2 separate regions of the Mus musculus genome follow, and region 2 is linked to region 1. A link is a contact called in public HiChIP or PLAC-seq data. All regions are on one chromosome and are shown on one strand. The core of a region is the stretch at or near the end of the contact, and the rest is flanking DNA. Distances in the headings are between cores, read along the strand shown.

The links. HiChIP or PLAC-seq counts read pairs in DNA pulled down with a chosen protein or histone mark.
Region 2: an H3K27ac HiChIP or PLAC-seq map of the HPC-7 cell line shows a contact between it and region 1, with 6 times the contacts expected there. The contact joins two enhancer-like sites. A contact is called at or near these places in 9 of 484 Hi-C or Micro-C datasets (B cells, the HPC-7 cell line, arterial endothelial cells and 5 more) and 7 of 115 datasets of contacts at active chromatin or transcription factors (the 230-238 cell line, the HPC-7 cell line, embryonic basal ganglia and 4 more).

Annotation. Positions count from the first base shown.
Region 1 is chr1:156,908,651-156,913,160 of GRCm38.p6, reverse strand. The region is part of intron 1 of Ralgps2 (Ral GEF with PH domain and SH3 binding motif 2); the gene reads left to right. Among named protein-coding and RNA genes, the nearest start is that of 4930439D14Rik, 28 kb to the left of the region's middle. Within about 2 kb of position 2,025, at least 29 of the 459 cell types and tissues checked have an H3K27ac peak or open chromatin away from gene starts, as enhancers often do. A contact at or near this core is called in the 230-238 cell line, B cells and the HPC-7 cell line, where this site is marked.
Region 2 is chr1:157,046,421-157,050,740 of GRCm38.p6, reverse strand. No RefSeq gene overlaps it. Among named protein-coding and RNA genes, the nearest start is that of Gm30568, 33 kb to the left of the region's middle. Within about 2 kb of position 2,265, at least 100 of the 459 cell types and tissues checked have an H3K27ac peak or open chromatin away from gene starts, as enhancers often do. A contact at or near this core is called in the 230-238 cell line, B cells and the HPC-7 cell line, where this site is marked.

The DNA.
Region 1 (4,510 bases), core at 776-3,275:
AAATCACTTTTAAAAGAATTACTTGTTGGTTTAAAGTAGTACACGAAGAATGCAGTTCTTTTTGTTTGTCCTGCTTAAGGGTGGCCCAGAGTATGAGTCCCTCCCATCTTCTGAGTTCTGGAAACTTCAGCCTGGGTCTTGAGCACTTGCCTTGTTTCATCATCTCTTTTGGATCTGCTCTCAGGGCGTGTAGGGTTTACCCTGATTTTTACTTCTTACATGGTGTCTCCATCTGGACAGTGCTTTGTGTGTTGTTTTCCTGTTTGTTTACCATGAATTCCCTCTTGAGTAGAGTTTGCTATGGTGCTTCTGTAGTGAATATTAATTTTGTTTTAAACTCTATTTCTCTTTATGCCTTCCTTCGTTGAAAGCCACTGATTTTAGTCCGTTCTGCTCTGTAGGGTCTATCTGGTAGTTTTGGTGAGAGGTGAGCAGTCACTGTTGCTCCCTGCGGTTTACAGTAGGTTGTGTGCTCACAGAGTTGCCGATGCTCCTGTGTCGGGTCTGCCAGTGAGGCTTTGTTTGACTGGTATATAGTATGGAGTCCATGCTCAGATTTGTTTCCACTGTCTGTTGAAGAACTACAGTTGTTGTGAACTTTATTTTTAAGGCAGTGTCTTACCATGTAGTCTTGCTGGCCTAGAGCTCTCTATGTAGACCAGGGTGACCTCAAAGTCACAGATATGCCTGGCCATGTGAACATATTTTAATGTGGATTTCTTATGTTGAGGGTCTTGGGCCATGATGGTAATGTATATGCCTGGAATAGATTCTGTCTTCTGACCTCACATTAAGCCCAGGCCAACACAGTTAAGTTTATAGATCTTCCTGGCCAAGACACATTTTCCTCCCCAGCATCTTGCCACCGATGGGCCAGGCTCTGACCTCCCTAGCTCTGCTTCAGATGAGATGGGTGGGGTGGGGCTGGAAGGTGAGGGTGTAGAAGGTGAGGGTGTAGAAGGTGAGGGTGAGGGTGTAGAAGGTGAGGGTGTAGAAGGTGAGGGTGTAGAAGGTGAGGGTGTAGAAGGTGAGGGTGTAGAAGGTGAGGGTGTAGAAGGTGAGGGTGTAGAAGGTGAGGGTGTAGAAGGTGAGGGTGAGGGTGTAGAAGGTGAGGGTGTAGAAGGTGAGGGTGTAGAAGGTGAGGGTGAGGCCTTGGTTCTGTTTTTATTTTTTAGCGGTCTTGTCTTTTCTCTTCAGCTGGGAATTAAAATTCAGACTCTTTCTACGTTTCTCATGAAGCACAGCATGCTTTTAGATTATTTTGTCAACTATGTTACTAGAAATGGTCAAATGACCGAATCTTAACCTGTCGCTTTGTGGGCTTGTATGTAATATTTAAATACCATTTCCAATGTTTTTACCGCTTGTCTGGCTTTATAATCCTGCCCTGTGCATGGTTGCTTTGTTCAGGCATCCACTCATTCTTTCAACAGGTATGTAGTAAGTAGATGATTAGATGAAATATATTATATGTGTATGAATGCAAAGAGGAAGGATAATGCTTTAATTTTCTTTTAAAAATGTTATTCTTTAACATCAAGGAGCTAAAAGAAGATAAAATAAACAGTGTGAAAATGCCACTTTGTGGGAGATGTTAGGCAAGGAACCTTTTGTAACCCAGATATTTAGCAGAACCCATTCTTTTGAAATTTCTATCATAATAAATTGAACTTTTGTGATCTATAAATAGCATGGATAATCATGTAGTCCTGTACCCAAAGTGGTCCAATTCATAGATACTCAACATTTCAGTTGGCTACTGAATAGTATACATTTATTATTAAATACATGCAGCAGAGTGAGGCTGACAGTTACTGGTGTTGAAGAATAAAAGCCAACAGTACAAACTGAAAGTTTTCTCTATAAACTTCAAACTAGAATAAACTGTGTAACTGCAGCTGGAGTGAAGATGGAGAGGCAACAGAAACTGAAACCTTGTTGTTAGATTGAAGCCTAGAGGCTTCCCTAGTCAGAGCAACTGAAGCATGACTTGATGAGTCAAGAAGTAACAGCATAGTGGTATCTGGGAAACTCAGCAATGACCTGTGACGCTGGCAGCAAGTCTCTGTGTTCCCTAGTGGAAGCATTACAGTATAGACTTCAACACAGAGAAGAGTGCATACATAGACTCAGGTGCTAAAGGAAATAAAGTTTCGTTACATCAGAGGCAAAAATATGCAGCTATGCACTCAGATCAATCAACAGGGAACTTTTTTTGTCAGCTTTTATCCCTTGTTTGTTTATTAAAGGGAAAAAGAAAAATACTTTGTTTGGTATTGGAAGAACCCATGAAAAGATGGTCATTTTGGAGGCTAAATGGTTGATTGGGTGCAGTTTAATGGACCAAAGCAAGAGTCTAATGCTGCATATTTCAAGGTTTTCTGTCTAAGGGCTGATATTGCTTGTTTGAAAGAAACCAGAAGACAGCCAAATAAATGTCTTCAGAAGTAGAAAAGAGAGTAAGTTGAATTAGCGAACTTAACTAAGAAAATAGTTATTATGATATTTGTAGTCATGAATGAGAGTGCCACTTTATATTCCTAGGAAAATGAAATAAACTACAATATATATTTGTTTCATTTAATTTGTCTTGAGATGCATTTTTTTTCAGTTTCCCACATAATGGATTTTAATATAACTCATGAAATATTTTGTCTGACAAAATAGACAAAAACAGGCAACAGGGTTACTGTGGATTTGTGGCCAGTCTAAGTTCTAATTTTTTTTTTTTTTTCCCGAGACAGGGTTTCTCTGTGTAGCCCTGGCTGTCCTGGAACTCACTCTGTAGACCAGCCTGGCCTCAAACTCAGACATCTGCCTGCCTCTGCCTCCCAAGTGCTGGGATTAAAGGCATGCGCCACCACGCCCGGCATCAGTCTAAGTTCTATGGTTAGTTTAAAACACACACACACACACAGATTGAAAGCAAGCAAAAAAAAAAAAACCTTATTCAAGTGTATTGATGCTTATTTTTAGTCTGTATTACCTCTATTCAGTAAATAGTAATAAAATTTATATATCTAACATGTAGGGTAAAGATATAATCTTTTTTACAATTAAATAAAAATCTTTTTCTTAACACTAGGGGGCTCTCTAGATTTATGGATTCTTGTTCTATGTCACAGTGTAGGAAATCACTTGAAAACATTTTATTACAAAATGAGTACTATTGCCAGAAAATATTAGATCACCTTAGGCTCTAGTAAGTTCTAGACCAGTCTGGTTTGCAGAGCAAGGTGCTGTTTCAACACTACCCCCTTCTACACCAGGAGTAAAGTTGAAAGCAGGTAAAGGAAACAAGATTGAATTGTATTAATGCATAATGCATTATAAAGCTGGGTTTTTTTTTTGTTTGTTTGTTTTGTTTTTTTGGTTTTTCGAGACAGGGTTTTTCTGTGTAGCCCTGGCTGTCCTGGAACTCACTTTGTAGACCAGGCTGGCCTCGAACTCAGAAATCCACCTGCCTCCGCCTACCGAGTGCTGGGATTAAAGGCGTGCGCCACCACGCCCAGCTTAAAGCTGGGTTTAAAAATACTTACTTGTTTAAGATTGGGTCTCACTGTGTAGCCCAGGCTAACCTAGAACTTTCTGTGTAGCTTAGGCTGCTCTTGGGCTTGTGATCTCTGACCTTTGCCTCCTAGGGTCCAGGTAACAGGTGTGGCTCATCGTACCCAGCACAAGCTGTTCCTTTAGATAGCAAGCAAGTATCAGCCTCATCCTAGCAGTGGCCTGTATGGTGAGATAGTGTGAGCTAGAAGGAAGTTTCGTGCTCTTTATTGCCATACTGATTCTGTAAATGGTTCCTAAATCCTATTAATTCAAATGTATTTATTTTAGAAATTTAACATGTGCTTGAAAGCTGCTGTCAGCAGTTATAATTTTGAAGTTTTAAAACCCCAGGAACATGTTTTGGTCTGTCTGAGGAATAGTCTTACTCTTTCTGTGTTAGGATTTTCATGACACTCACCAGATATACTCTGATTGCCAGCAGTGTATTTAAACAGTTTTTGTCTTTTTTTTCCCCCTTTATTTAGAAGACTATTACATTTAAACTTTATGTTCATTAAGTAGATAATGAAAACGTTTGCACCCTCACTGCATTGCTACAGGAACATATTTACCATATGTAAGTGCATCTTAGCTCAGTCTTCTTCAGCACAGCTCTGGGAAGTAGATACTCATTGTTGCACATTTTATACATAAGGAGACAGTAAGAAAAGTTGACTTGTTGTGTTCATATGCAGACTATAAGCAGTCTTGTTTCAGAGCTCTTGATTTCTTTGGGAGTTGGAGGGGAGTTTGTACTAGGAATTGAACCTAGATCCTTAGATGTACACATTCTACTACAGAGCTGTATCCCCAGCCTCCCCTCTCCCTTTAATAAGTTGTCTAGTCTGCCCTTGAGTTTGAGATCATCTTGCCTCAAGACTGCTGCCTTGCTGGGATTGCAGGCTTGCATCGCTAGGTCCAACAGAGCCCAAGCTTTGTAGAGAAAGGGTATAATAGACTT
Region 2 (4,320 bases), core at 1,016-3,515, 140 kb before region 1:
TCTTGATCTTACTGCCACCTGCTGAGTTTGGAGATTATAGGCAGGTGGGTTATTCCATTTTCAGATCAGATCCAGGGCATCGTGCATGCTGGGCAAACACTACCAACTGAGTCTGTATCCCCAGCCCTGTCTTTTGAAGTGAGCCTATTCCTGGGCCTTGTGTATGTACAGAGCAACTTTTCGTATCTTGTGAATGCATACCTGATGTTTGCAGCTGGTCACATCAATGGATGTGTTCCATGACCACTAGAATAAACCACCAAAACCATATAAACAGGTATCAACAAGAGCATCAAACAGATGGCGGTGGCTTAGAAGAAAGGCAATGTCTCTGAAGTTGACCACAGGCCCACATAGTTACATTTTTTCCATGAGTTTAGGAAGGTTGCTGGGGGCTTCTGGTTGTCTCTTTGAAACATTTGTCTATAGTTTCCACTGCAGTAGGCTACTATGTAATTCTACATTTAGGCTACTATGTAATCCTACATTTGTTCCTGAGGATCTTGCAGTCTGTTCTTGGCTCTAACCCTGTCTCCATCAGATGTGTAAGTCTTTGAGAACATCCCCAGTCTTATCATGAACAGACCCACCAGCTGACCCAGGGCAGTGGCTTGCTCTTTAGGTAGATTGCCTATGCTGCTGCTGAGTGTAACAGACTAAGATGGTAAAGATGGCTGGGGTAGCACTGGGACAGTGACTTCCTACACATCCTGTGTTTTCCAGCTCGTCCTCTCCTTCACCAGAACCCAGCCACCAGCAGCTTTCCTCTGTCTTTGAAGCATTAGACTCCGTGGCTTCTTCTCCATGACAGAACAGCCCTCTATCTCCTCAACAACAATAATAACAAACAACAACAAAGTATATTCTTACTCAGTGGGTCAGGGAAAGCTGCCCAGGGTGTGACCCCTGGAGTGATATCTGTGTACCTCTCCCTAGCCCTCGTCACCTCATACAGTCATGGAGATTTCTCTGGATAAGATTTCACCCATCCCAACAACCACTGATAACTGGGCAGCAGCTGGCACATGGCATCTGTGCCCAGGTCTCCTCCATAGCACGGGTCCTGAATTCTGTGTGGGAGAAATAAAGAGAAGGAGGAGGAAGAAGAAGAGGATGAGGAAGAAAGTTCTATACCTTTAGAGCAATGCAGATATAGAGTGTAACAGGACCCCTGTTTATTAGCCTGGACTTTTGGGGCCACTAAGACTCCATACGCACAAAGAGATGGGAGCTGCTGGGGCAGAGAGACCTGAGGCACAGCCCTTCTCAGCACACACAGCTGCCAACCTCTTCTCCCTTCAGACTTCAGACATCCTCAGTCAGTGAGGCAGCTTCCTCCTCCAGGTTCTGGGATCTATAGCACAATGGAGACCTGCATTAAGTCCTAGGAGCAAGTACACAGCGTAGAGCAGCTCCCTGGAAAGAGAGCTCAAAGTGGGATGAAGGAAGAAAATAGGATGGAAGGAAGCCTGCTGGTGAGAAGCTGGACCAGGCCAGAAAGGGTCCGAAGTGTGGCTGGTTAGCCTGTAGAATACCGGGTAATGGGATGACCAGGCTGGGCTGGCACTAATGGGGTCCTGGGGATATCTTAGGCCTAGGGTAGAACAATGAAGGCAATCACTTCCTAACACTAAGGTAATTGGGTAAGCCAAACCAAGTGTGGTGACTTGTACCTATAATCCCTACAAGAGGCTTGCCATGAATTTAAGGTCAGCCTAGGCAATACATTGAGATCTGCCCCACCCCCAAAGTGAGCAGGGGGGCCTCAGTGAACCCTCAGATCCACACTTAAAATCCACGATGTTCAGATTTGGTTGGAAGAAGGGAATAAATAGCTGTGTCTATTCTCCAACCTTACCACACAGCCATACTCTGGAGCTGAACCGGTGACCCAAGCAAAAGCCAATCCAGACTCCACCCTGCTCTGGCATAAGGCAAGTTTCTGCCTGCCTGTGTGGAGGAAACGGCTAAGCGTGGCCTCTACACTTTCAATCCAGCCAGAGCCTAACTTTAGCCTATGCAAAACCACGCCGGCTGCCTCGGTCCATCTTGCACCTGTGGTATTTGAATGCCTGTGCTGCCGCCCGGTGGGGCCAGTTCTAGGGCTGAAAACCTTTCAGATTCTTAAACTCTTTGTTCCCTTAGCAACCAACTCCCTCATACCCTCCCACCCCACAGGCAAAGCTGTTCTTCATTCTGCCCTGTGGGTGGGCCCCACGACCTGGAGGGGGCTCACAAAGGTTGCAGTTTGGAGCAAAGTGGAGGTTTGCGAGGTTTTCTGTGGCCCTGTGGGAAGGGGTAGAGTTGGGGGTAGAACCTTGTTTGCCCCGACCCTTCTGACTGCTAGCCTTTTGTTCTTGTTATGGCTCATTAGTTCTCTAAACAGAGGTTGAATAAGGAAAATGAAAGCAGAAAAAAATGGGGGAGGGAGTACTCTAGTAAAAGATGTGGTGGGGAAGGAAGTTAAAACCAACCATCATGAGATTTCAATTATCCCACCCACTGACCTCTTGCTGGTGCATAGCCAGGGGCCAGAATTAAATGCCACACGGGGACATGAAACACATCTTATGCCTGTTATTGGTCTTCAGTTTGAAAGCATGTGAATCCAGCCCCAGGATGCTGCACTGGGGCTCATTCATTGGAGGAGACCAAGCCCTGCCATGGGGGTGTCTAGGAGCACCAGGCTGAGTGTGGAGCTCTAAGATTTAAAGGGGTTGGGCTGTAGGCACGAAGACCATACAAGAAGCAGAGAAGCATCTTCTGCACACCACTTCCTGGAAGATGGCCAGAGTCTTGATGTCTGGGCCAGAGGAATTACAGCGCTTTAGAGGAACATCAAGGAACAGATCTGAGCCGTGGGAAGAGGCCAAGCAGTAAAGCCCCAAGTGCCCCTCTGGCAACAAAGGTGGGCCTAGCTGCCAGGAACATTAGGTCCAGAGTTGTTGCTCTCTGCTTTCCACCTCCTTTGTTCTTTCTCCTCATTGCACTGTCAAAACAAGATGCTAAGGCTCAGCACCATGAGCTGCATAGTTCTAGAATCTCAATGGTCCACTAAAAAGTGGCCTGGGGATGGGGGAATGCCAGAACCAGTGGAGAAAGAGGAAGCCCTGAGATAAGTTCTATCGGCCTGTGTGCTTGCTGTGCAGAGTTGTTGACCCCACTAGGAGCCCTGTCCCTACCCTGTCCATAGGGCTCAGTCAAGTCCTTGGCCCCTCAAGAGGCCCACCTTCTCCAAGGGAAGAGCTGCTGACCCATGTCCCTGGAATCCTTCTGACAGAAATCACAGACCACCAGTTTAGTTCCTACCTAGAAAATCGTGCCTCTGACTTAACACCATATCATCACTATATTGTTTTATAGACAGCAAGGAACATGGAGATACAACTCAAGCCATTTTTGGCAGTTCCATATCCCACCCTGAGTTAGGATCATAAGAGCACAAGGATTTGCTAAACCCACCCTCCAGATCAACCGCACAGTCTCAGCAGCTGTTACCTTGAGAGCTGGAGGTAGAGCTTCTATGGCAAACCCTAGCCAGAGGGCATTGTCCACACTGACCCTCGCTAGGAAGCTTTCTGGCTTTGCAGATAGGGAGCCTAGAAGAAGGTACTGGAGCAAATGTGTTGTCACAGTTTCAGGCTGTTTCCTCTCTGTGTAAAGCATGGCATCAGATGTTGACCAGCAGGACAACTACAGGAAATAAGTTCCCCAGGCTCCACCTAGAGAACAGAGTGGCATTTCCACCACGTGCAGTGTGTCTGGAAAAGTAGAGGAGGTGCTCACTCTTCCCTGTTAAAGTGGAGAAGAAAACATGCCTCGGAGGGGCCGGGCTATGGCCAGGCTGGGGATGTGGCTCAGTTCAGAGAGTGCTTGCTTTGCTTGCACAAAGCCATGACTCAGTGCCAGCATAGCATCAAAACAGTCAGTGTGAAAAGTGCCTTATGGAAAGGGTGGTGGCTCATGCTGTTAGTCCTAGCACAAGGGAGGTAGAAGCAGAAGGGTGATCATTGGCTACATAGTGAGTTTGAGGCCAGCCTAGGCTCTATAGAAGACCACCACTTCATTAAAAAAAATTTTTAAAGAATTTTTTTTCTTCTTGTAAACTATTAAAGCAAGTAGATCAGTCATTTGCGTTCTAAAACATACGATTTTGTCCCCCTAGACCATGGATGAATAGATGTCACGCAGATACAAAAATGTAGAGATGCTGGGGGAAGCAACACTTCCCGCTTATATGGTATTGTAGGGCTACCTTCGCTCTCATGGCTGCCCCTCATGCTCACAATAATTTATTTACTAGACAAAAATTAGGGTCTT